Regions from separate parts of the Macaca mulatta genome. Here region 2 is linked to region 1. A link is a contact called in public Hi-C data. All regions are on one chromosome and are shown on one strand. The core of a region is the stretch at or near the end of the contact, and the rest is flanking DNA. Distances in the headings are between cores, read along the strand shown.

What was found. A called contact is a pair of places that touch in the nucleus more often than the background predicts.
Region 2: a Hi-C map of fetal cortex germinal zone shows a contact between it and region 1, with 1.6 times the contacts expected there. The contact joins the promoter of WLS here to the enhancer-like site in region 1. A contact is called at or near these places in 4 of 14 Hi-C or Micro-C datasets (blood, fetal cortex germinal zone, fibroblasts and 1 more).

What each region holds. Positions count from the first base shown.
Region 1 is chr1:172,262,990-172,266,502 of T2T-MMU8v2.0, forward strand. No RefSeq gene overlaps it. Among named protein-coding and RNA genes, the nearest start is that of WLS, 110 kb to the right of the region's middle. Within about 2 kb of position 1,697, at least 5 of the 40 cell types and tissues checked have an H3K27ac peak or open chromatin away from gene starts, as enhancers often do.
Region 2 is chr1:172,368,170-172,371,682 of T2T-MMU8v2.0, forward strand. It overlaps WLS (Wnt ligand secretion mediator), which reads left to right and starts at 1,642. Exons shown (of 12, transcript XM_028832614.2): 1 at 1,642-2,022.

The DNA of each region.
Region 1 (3,513 bases), core at 447-2,946:
ACATAAATCTGACCATTTAAAACATTTTTAAGTGTACATCTCAGTGGCATTAAGTACATTCATCCCCTTGTGTATGTAACCATCATCACCATTCACGTCTGGAACCGTCTTATCACAAACAGATACTCTGTACGCATTAAATCATAAATCCCTATTCTCCCCTCCCCACTGCCCCTAGAAACTATTATTCTACTTTCTGTCTCTGTGAATTTGGCTATTTTGGGTACCTCATATACATAGAATCATAAAACACTTGGCCTTTTCTGTCTGGATTATTTCTCACTTCACTTAGCATAACGTCTTTAATGTTCATCCATGTCATGGCATGTATCAGTTCATTCCTTTCTAAAGCTGAATAATAGTCCATGTGTACATACCACGTTTTGTTTATCCATTCATCCATCTGTGAATATTTTGATTGTTTCCATTTTTTATCTATTGTGACATAGGAATGCAAACATCTGTTTGAATCTCTGCTTTCAATTCTTTTGGGTCTATACCCAGAAGTGGAATTGCTTGATCATATCATCATTCTGTGTTTAATTTTTTGAGGAACTGTCCTGTTTTCCACACTGGCTCTGTCATGTTACATTCCTGCAAGCCATGTTCACAAAGCTTCCAATTTCCTCACATCCTTGTCAACACTTGTTATTTTTCATTGTTTTTTCTAATAGCCATCCTAATGGGTGTGAAGTATGCCTGATCATTGTAGTTGTTGCATTTCCCTGATGTATTGACTTGCATTTCCCTAATGATTAGTGGTGTCAGCATCCTTTCATACTGTCGTTACTTTGTTAAAACTTCTATTTTGTAAAGATCTATTTATCTAGGACAGTGCTTCTCAAACTTTAATGTGCTTCTTAATATCCTCCGGGTCTTACTAAAATGCAGATGCTGACTCAGCAGGTTGGGATGGGCATCAGATTCTGCATGCCTAACAGTCTCCCACGTGATCCTCAGGCCACACTTTGATTAGCAAGCCTCTAGGTTATAAGAGGGACCCAGCCAGGCTTGAATATCATATTTATTTGCACCTGGCCACCCATCTGTATCTTTGCAACAAAACTTTCCAGGCCTGGTTTATCTTCTCTCTCAAGGGTCATAAGGCCAAAGGAGCAGAACATAGATTTTCTCAAACTTAAGTCTGTGTGGCATACAGCACTAGTGTCAAGGAGAATTAGAAGTCAACATATGCAAGCAGGACATTTAGACCCTTCATTTTACTCTATGGTGAGTAACTAAAAGAGAGGTTTTTCTAAGTGGATAATTTGTGGAGTAGAATAAAACAATCATACCAATTTTCAGCTAAATCATGAGACTTCAAATAAATTTCCTGTATGTGGTGGGCAGCGTAGATCTATATTCCTGGACCTCCAGGCGTCCTCTGTCATTTTCCTTTGCCATGGGAATGCATCAGGAAACAATTTGAAAAGCCTTCTGGTCTCTGAATTCAGAGGAGGGAGAAAGGATGTGATAGGCTAAGAAGGACACAGTCACCTGACCCAGCTAGCATTTAATAAGAGAACACTTCCAAAGGAAAGTCAGCCCAGAAGTCAAATGAAATTTGATTTGATAAATACTTAAAGGTACCTGGAAGCTACTCTGCAAGTGACAGTGATCAAGTTACTCCTCAGGCAGTAGTGAGTAAAACAGGCATTGAGCAATTGTTACTGTTGCAATGAGTATTGCATAGAGTAAAACAGGCATTGAGCAATTGTTACTGTTGCAATGAGTACTGCCAGCATAGCAGTAGAGGGCCCTGGGGGGGGTTAACAGGAGGATTCAAACTAAGGAGTATGGCAAACCCTGAGCCAGACCCCAGAGTGGCAGGAACGCCAGGGGTAGATGGACCAGCAGCTTAAAGGAGCACATGAAGTGGTGATTCCTAAACATCAGTCTGTGTGCCAAGTAGTAACTAATCAGAAGAGAAAGGGGAAAATAAGGACAGTCTCGTGAGATTTTTATCAGGTTAAATTTACTCCATGTGGGAACTATCACTGGGAATTAAATTCTCCTTTTATAAGGGATCCGCCCGCCTTGGCCTCCCAAAGTGCTGGAATTACAGGCATGAGCCACCACGCCCGGTCAGCCCGGGACATTTTATAGACATGAAACTTATGGCATTGAGAAACTTGTGGCTTTGAGTTCACCATAAACAGATGTTTTCTAAGCATCAATATCATCATCATTGCTAGAATTTTATAACTTCTTGCTGTGTGCCAAGCAACAGACTAAGTACATCATATAGATTATTTTACTCAATTCTAACTACCCTACTATGAATAGGTATTACTATAAGTTTACACTTTACCACGGAAGAAACCGAGTATCAGGAGGTTATGTAACTTGCCTAGGTCCACATAGCTGGTGAGAAGTGGGGCTGCGGTTCCTAAAGTAGGGATGTGAACTTCTGCTTCTTGCCACAATAGACTAACAGGGACTGGATTTACCCTTCCACCTTAAAAAAATAAAACTCTAAATAAAACATATGAAACATTGGTTTTCAGACACTGAGAAACATGCAAAGCAGGACAGCGATCCTTAAGTGAAGGGAAACAAAAAGATGAGTCCTGTGATGCCCTAGCTCATCGTCTGGGGATGTTTCCAGGCTGTATCACAGGAGGGAGGAACCAAACGGAGCCTAGCAATTTAAGGACACAATGTTTGGAGCACTGGGAGGCCAGGCAGCTAAAATTTCTGGGCAGAGTACTGTAAAGGAGACAACTACAAAGAGATGCAGAGGGACCCCTTGCATCTTTAGTCTACACTAATCAGCACACATGTGTAAAGAAACTACCGAGCCGGGAGAGAACCATCAGAAAAAAGCAATCTCCAGAACTCACTCAGGGTCAGGGAATATTCTTTTTCTACTAGAAAGAGTAAAAGACCTCCTAAGATATGGGGTACAAAATAGAGTACTCCAAAGTTATCACCTTGCCAATGAGGCTAAATTAATCCTATACTAAAAACTGATCTGGTCTTTCCTGACAAAGATTAAAAGCAAGTCAAAAGGATCAATTTGTTTCCAAGTAACTTAGTTACATCCCAGAATAAAGCCTAATGAGTATTTGAAGGATTGGAAAAAAAATCCGCCTTCCAAAACATAACATGAGCAATGTCTGCTCTTCAATCAAAAATTTGTAGGCATGAAAATAAGCAGGGCTGGGCGCGGTGGCTCAGGCCTATAATCCCAGCATTTTGGGAGACCGAGGCAGGCAGATCACGAGGTCAAGAGATTGAGACCATCCTGGCTAACTTGGTGAAACCCCGTCTCTACTAAAAATACAAAAATTAGCCGGGCGTGGTGGTGCTCGCCTGTATCCCAGCTACTCAGGAGGCTGAGGCAGAAGAATCTCTGGAACCAGGGAGGCAGAGGTTGCAGTAAGCCGAGATAGCACCACCGCACTCCAGCCTGGGGAGAGAGGAAGACTCAGTCAAAAAGAAAGAAAGGAAGAAAGGAAGAAAGGAGGAAAGGAAAGGAGGAAAGGAGGAAAGGAAGAAAGGAAGAAAGGA
Region 2 (3,513 bases), core at 392-2,891, 110 kb after region 1:
TGTCTACTCCCACTCAGTTGGGCATTACTGGTAATCTCATGACAGAAGTACTGATTAGCAATTAGAAATATCCCTTTTTAATTAAAATAAGTATTTAATAAGTGCTCTCTTAAAGCAGGGGATCATCTTGGTGGAGAACCAGCATCTCATTTGTTCCTTTAGGTCAGGTGCAAGTACCTTGACATCTTGGTATCCTCGAGTGCTTAAGAAAGAAAGCCTGGAACATGTTAAAGGCTCAATAAGTGACTTGGATAAAGAGTTGCATGAGAGAATAGATAAATAACAACCACAGTCATGCATTGCTTAATGATGGGAATATTTTCTGAAAATGTGTTGTTAGGTGATTTGTCATTGTGCAAATGTCATAGAGGGCATTTACATAAACCTATGTAGTATAACCTACTACAGACCTAAACTACACCGTGTAGCCAATTGCTCCTCAACTGCAAACCTGTCTGGCATGTTACTGTACTGAAGACTATAGACAACTGTAATGCAAGAGTAAGTACTCTGTGTATCTAAACATATCTATAGAAAACGTATTGCAAGAATATGGTCTTATAACCTTATAGGACTATTGTCACATACATGGTATGTTGTTGTTGACTGAAACATCCTTAGCGACACATGATTGTATATCCTCAGAACTGTTAAGAACTATTAGATGTGAAGAGATGGAGTTTTGTATGCATAAAGTTTGGTGCTTGTCCTTGACAAGTGTCTGTTCCACTTGGAGACTAGAAATGAATGCCTCTATTAAGTGTAACCTGCATGACATCTTCTATAAGGGCAATGAAAATTCAGGAACAGAGTAGAGGAGGAGAGAAGACTGGGAAAAATAGTCTCTTGGCATGAAGAGGGTGTGTAAGGATGGGAGGGACAAGAAACCAGGTGTGTGGGTGGTGGTGGTAGAAACTGCGCGTATGGGGAGCAAGGTGGGGTATTTACCAAACCAAGGGTCTATTGAGTAAGGTGAGTTGTATTGACAAAGTGGCCAGTTTATGAAACATGGAAAACCAGAAATTTAGACTTGATAGAGCAGGAAATCTCTATCAGGAGTCCCGCCCCTCTTTTTAGGGAAGTTAAGTATAACTATAAATATATGATTTCTCACAAAGAGACAACAAACATTGCAACTTAATATGTGTACCCTCTAAACCAACTAAGATCTCTTTAGACTTTTGAAATACAAACTGTGGGCTTGCTTTCACATTCACTTATTCATTCCACCAAAGATTATGGGGCACCTACTAGAGCTAGCATTTTGTTAGGCACCATGGGGGGTACAAAGAACAAAAAAAAACTTGGTCCCTATTCCCCAGGAGTTTACAGCTCAGTGGTGGAGACAAACGCGTACACAAATCCTTACAATAGGAAGTAAAAATGTAAACACAGGATTGTAGGGACTCAGTTCCCAGAGATACTGCATGGAGGTGGTGTGGAAAATTAGATTTTTTTTTTAGACTAATTGGTTTTGGATCAGGTTTAAAATTGATGGAGTAGAACATGTTCTCTTTAAGGCAATCACCAGGGTTAAGGCTGTGGAAGCACAGGCGCTGGAGTAACGAACAGTGGTCTGATTTGGCTGGAGCGCCAGGTTCCTCAAGGGGCGCCGTGGGGAATTTAGCTGGTTCTGTGTCCAATAACGAGGCTGGGAACCTGGTAGAAAGAATTCGAGCTGAGACTTTATTCCGCATCTCTGTGTTTTGACTTAGGCATCTATTGGGCCCTTTTAAAAAAATTCTCCTCCTCTTTCCCAAAGAGAGTTCTAGCAGTTGGGGGTGGGGTGGGGACCGTTTCCTCAAGTCAACGCGTAAGTTAAAGGTCTGCAAGGCGGTCCACCGGTGATTTAAATCTCGCACTTCGGAAACCAGAAAAGGAAACCTGTGAGAAGCTGGGCAGGGGGAACTCGCTTAACATCAACAGCAACCCCCAAATGGCACCAGTCCCTGGAGGGACAGGTTGCAGGCCAGGCTCGGGAGCCGGGCGCCAGCACCCGCCAGAGCTCTGAGCCCCGAACTGGTGGGAAAGGGGTAGAGGAAGAGAGGGAGGGAGGGAGGGAGGAAGCGCGAGAGGGAGGGAGGAAGAAAGGGAGGGAGGCGGCGTCATGTGATCCGCTTCCCTGCTCCTTTAAGCGTCCACAGGCGGCGGAGCGGCCACAATCACAGCTCCGGGCATTGGGGGAGCCCGAGCCGGCTGCGCCGGGGGAATCCGTGCGGGCGCCTTCCGTCCCGGTCCCTTCCTCGCCGCGCTCCAGCACCTCTGAAGTTTTGCAGCGCCCAGAAAGGAGGCGAGGGAGGACGGAGTGTGTGAGAGGAGGGAGCAAAAAGCTCACCCTAAAACATTTATTTCAAGGAGAAAAGAAAAAGGGGGGGCGCAAAAATGGCTGGGGCAATTATAGAAAACATGAGCACCAAGAAGCTGTGCATTGTTGGTGGGATTCTGCTTGTGTTCCAAATCATCGCCTTTCTGGTGGGAGGCTTGATTGGTAAGTGCGGAGAGCTGCAAACTTTTCCCCCTTTCTGTCTTTTCGGGCCCCTTCCCTCTTTGCCTCTTGGGCTACTTGTTACAGTATCACTGCCTTGCTTCTATGATCTAATTAGTCCGGCTATTGTGCTTAAGAAAGCAGAGCTCCATGGGGCTCCGTGGGGCACAATCCAGTCTAGTGGCTAAGAGAAAAGGAGGGGAAAAAGTTTTGGCCTAGTTTCAGTATCCACTTGAAAGGCAGGAGGGGGGCGGCGGGGGTGGGAATCTTAAGCATGGCGACGGATCGCGCGAGGAAGCGCTGGGTTACAAAGTTGATTGCTCGCCGCCCCCCCTGCTTTTTCCCGCGTTCCCCCCCTTTTCCTCTCCGGTCCCTTCCAATCAGCTCCGGGAGGGCAACGTAATCGACTTTATTAGGAACAACAGAAGAGTCGGGGAACTGCGCCCGGCGCAAATCCGGAGCTCTGTTACAAGGCTGAGATACTTGCATGGTTGTAAATGCATTTGGTCGTCTTTGCTAGGCGCTGAGGGTTTGCATTTTGGGGTCCCGACCTTCGCGCCCTGCTTTCCCGCCGCACTCCACCCCACGCTCTGCCGTGTACAGGTCCGAATTGTGGGCCGGGCGGTTGGATAGGATGGGGTGGAGTGGGAGGGAGTCCTCGACCAACGCTGCGGGAAGTTGGAGAGGTCGGAGGGGAAAAGCGTATCCGAAAGCTGTTGCTTTTGGCCTCTTGCCCACTCGCGAATATCCCTTCCCCCACTTCTTAGAGCCCCGAGAGCCGGTGACTGTGGATCCCCCGTCCTCCCTTGGCGCTTAGGAGAGCGCCCCCCGCTCCCACCACAGCCCCCCGCAGGTGACAGCTCCCCGGTCCCCCGGCGACAGCGCCGGCTCCGGGAGACCTCCCCTGGCGTGCACCTCCCGGACCTCTCTGAGTCAAACAGGCTTCCGGGTGAAGAAAACCGCCTCACGCACCGTCCGCTCTGAAAACCTCCCTTCCCCTCGCTGTCTCCCCATCTCCATCCATCCTC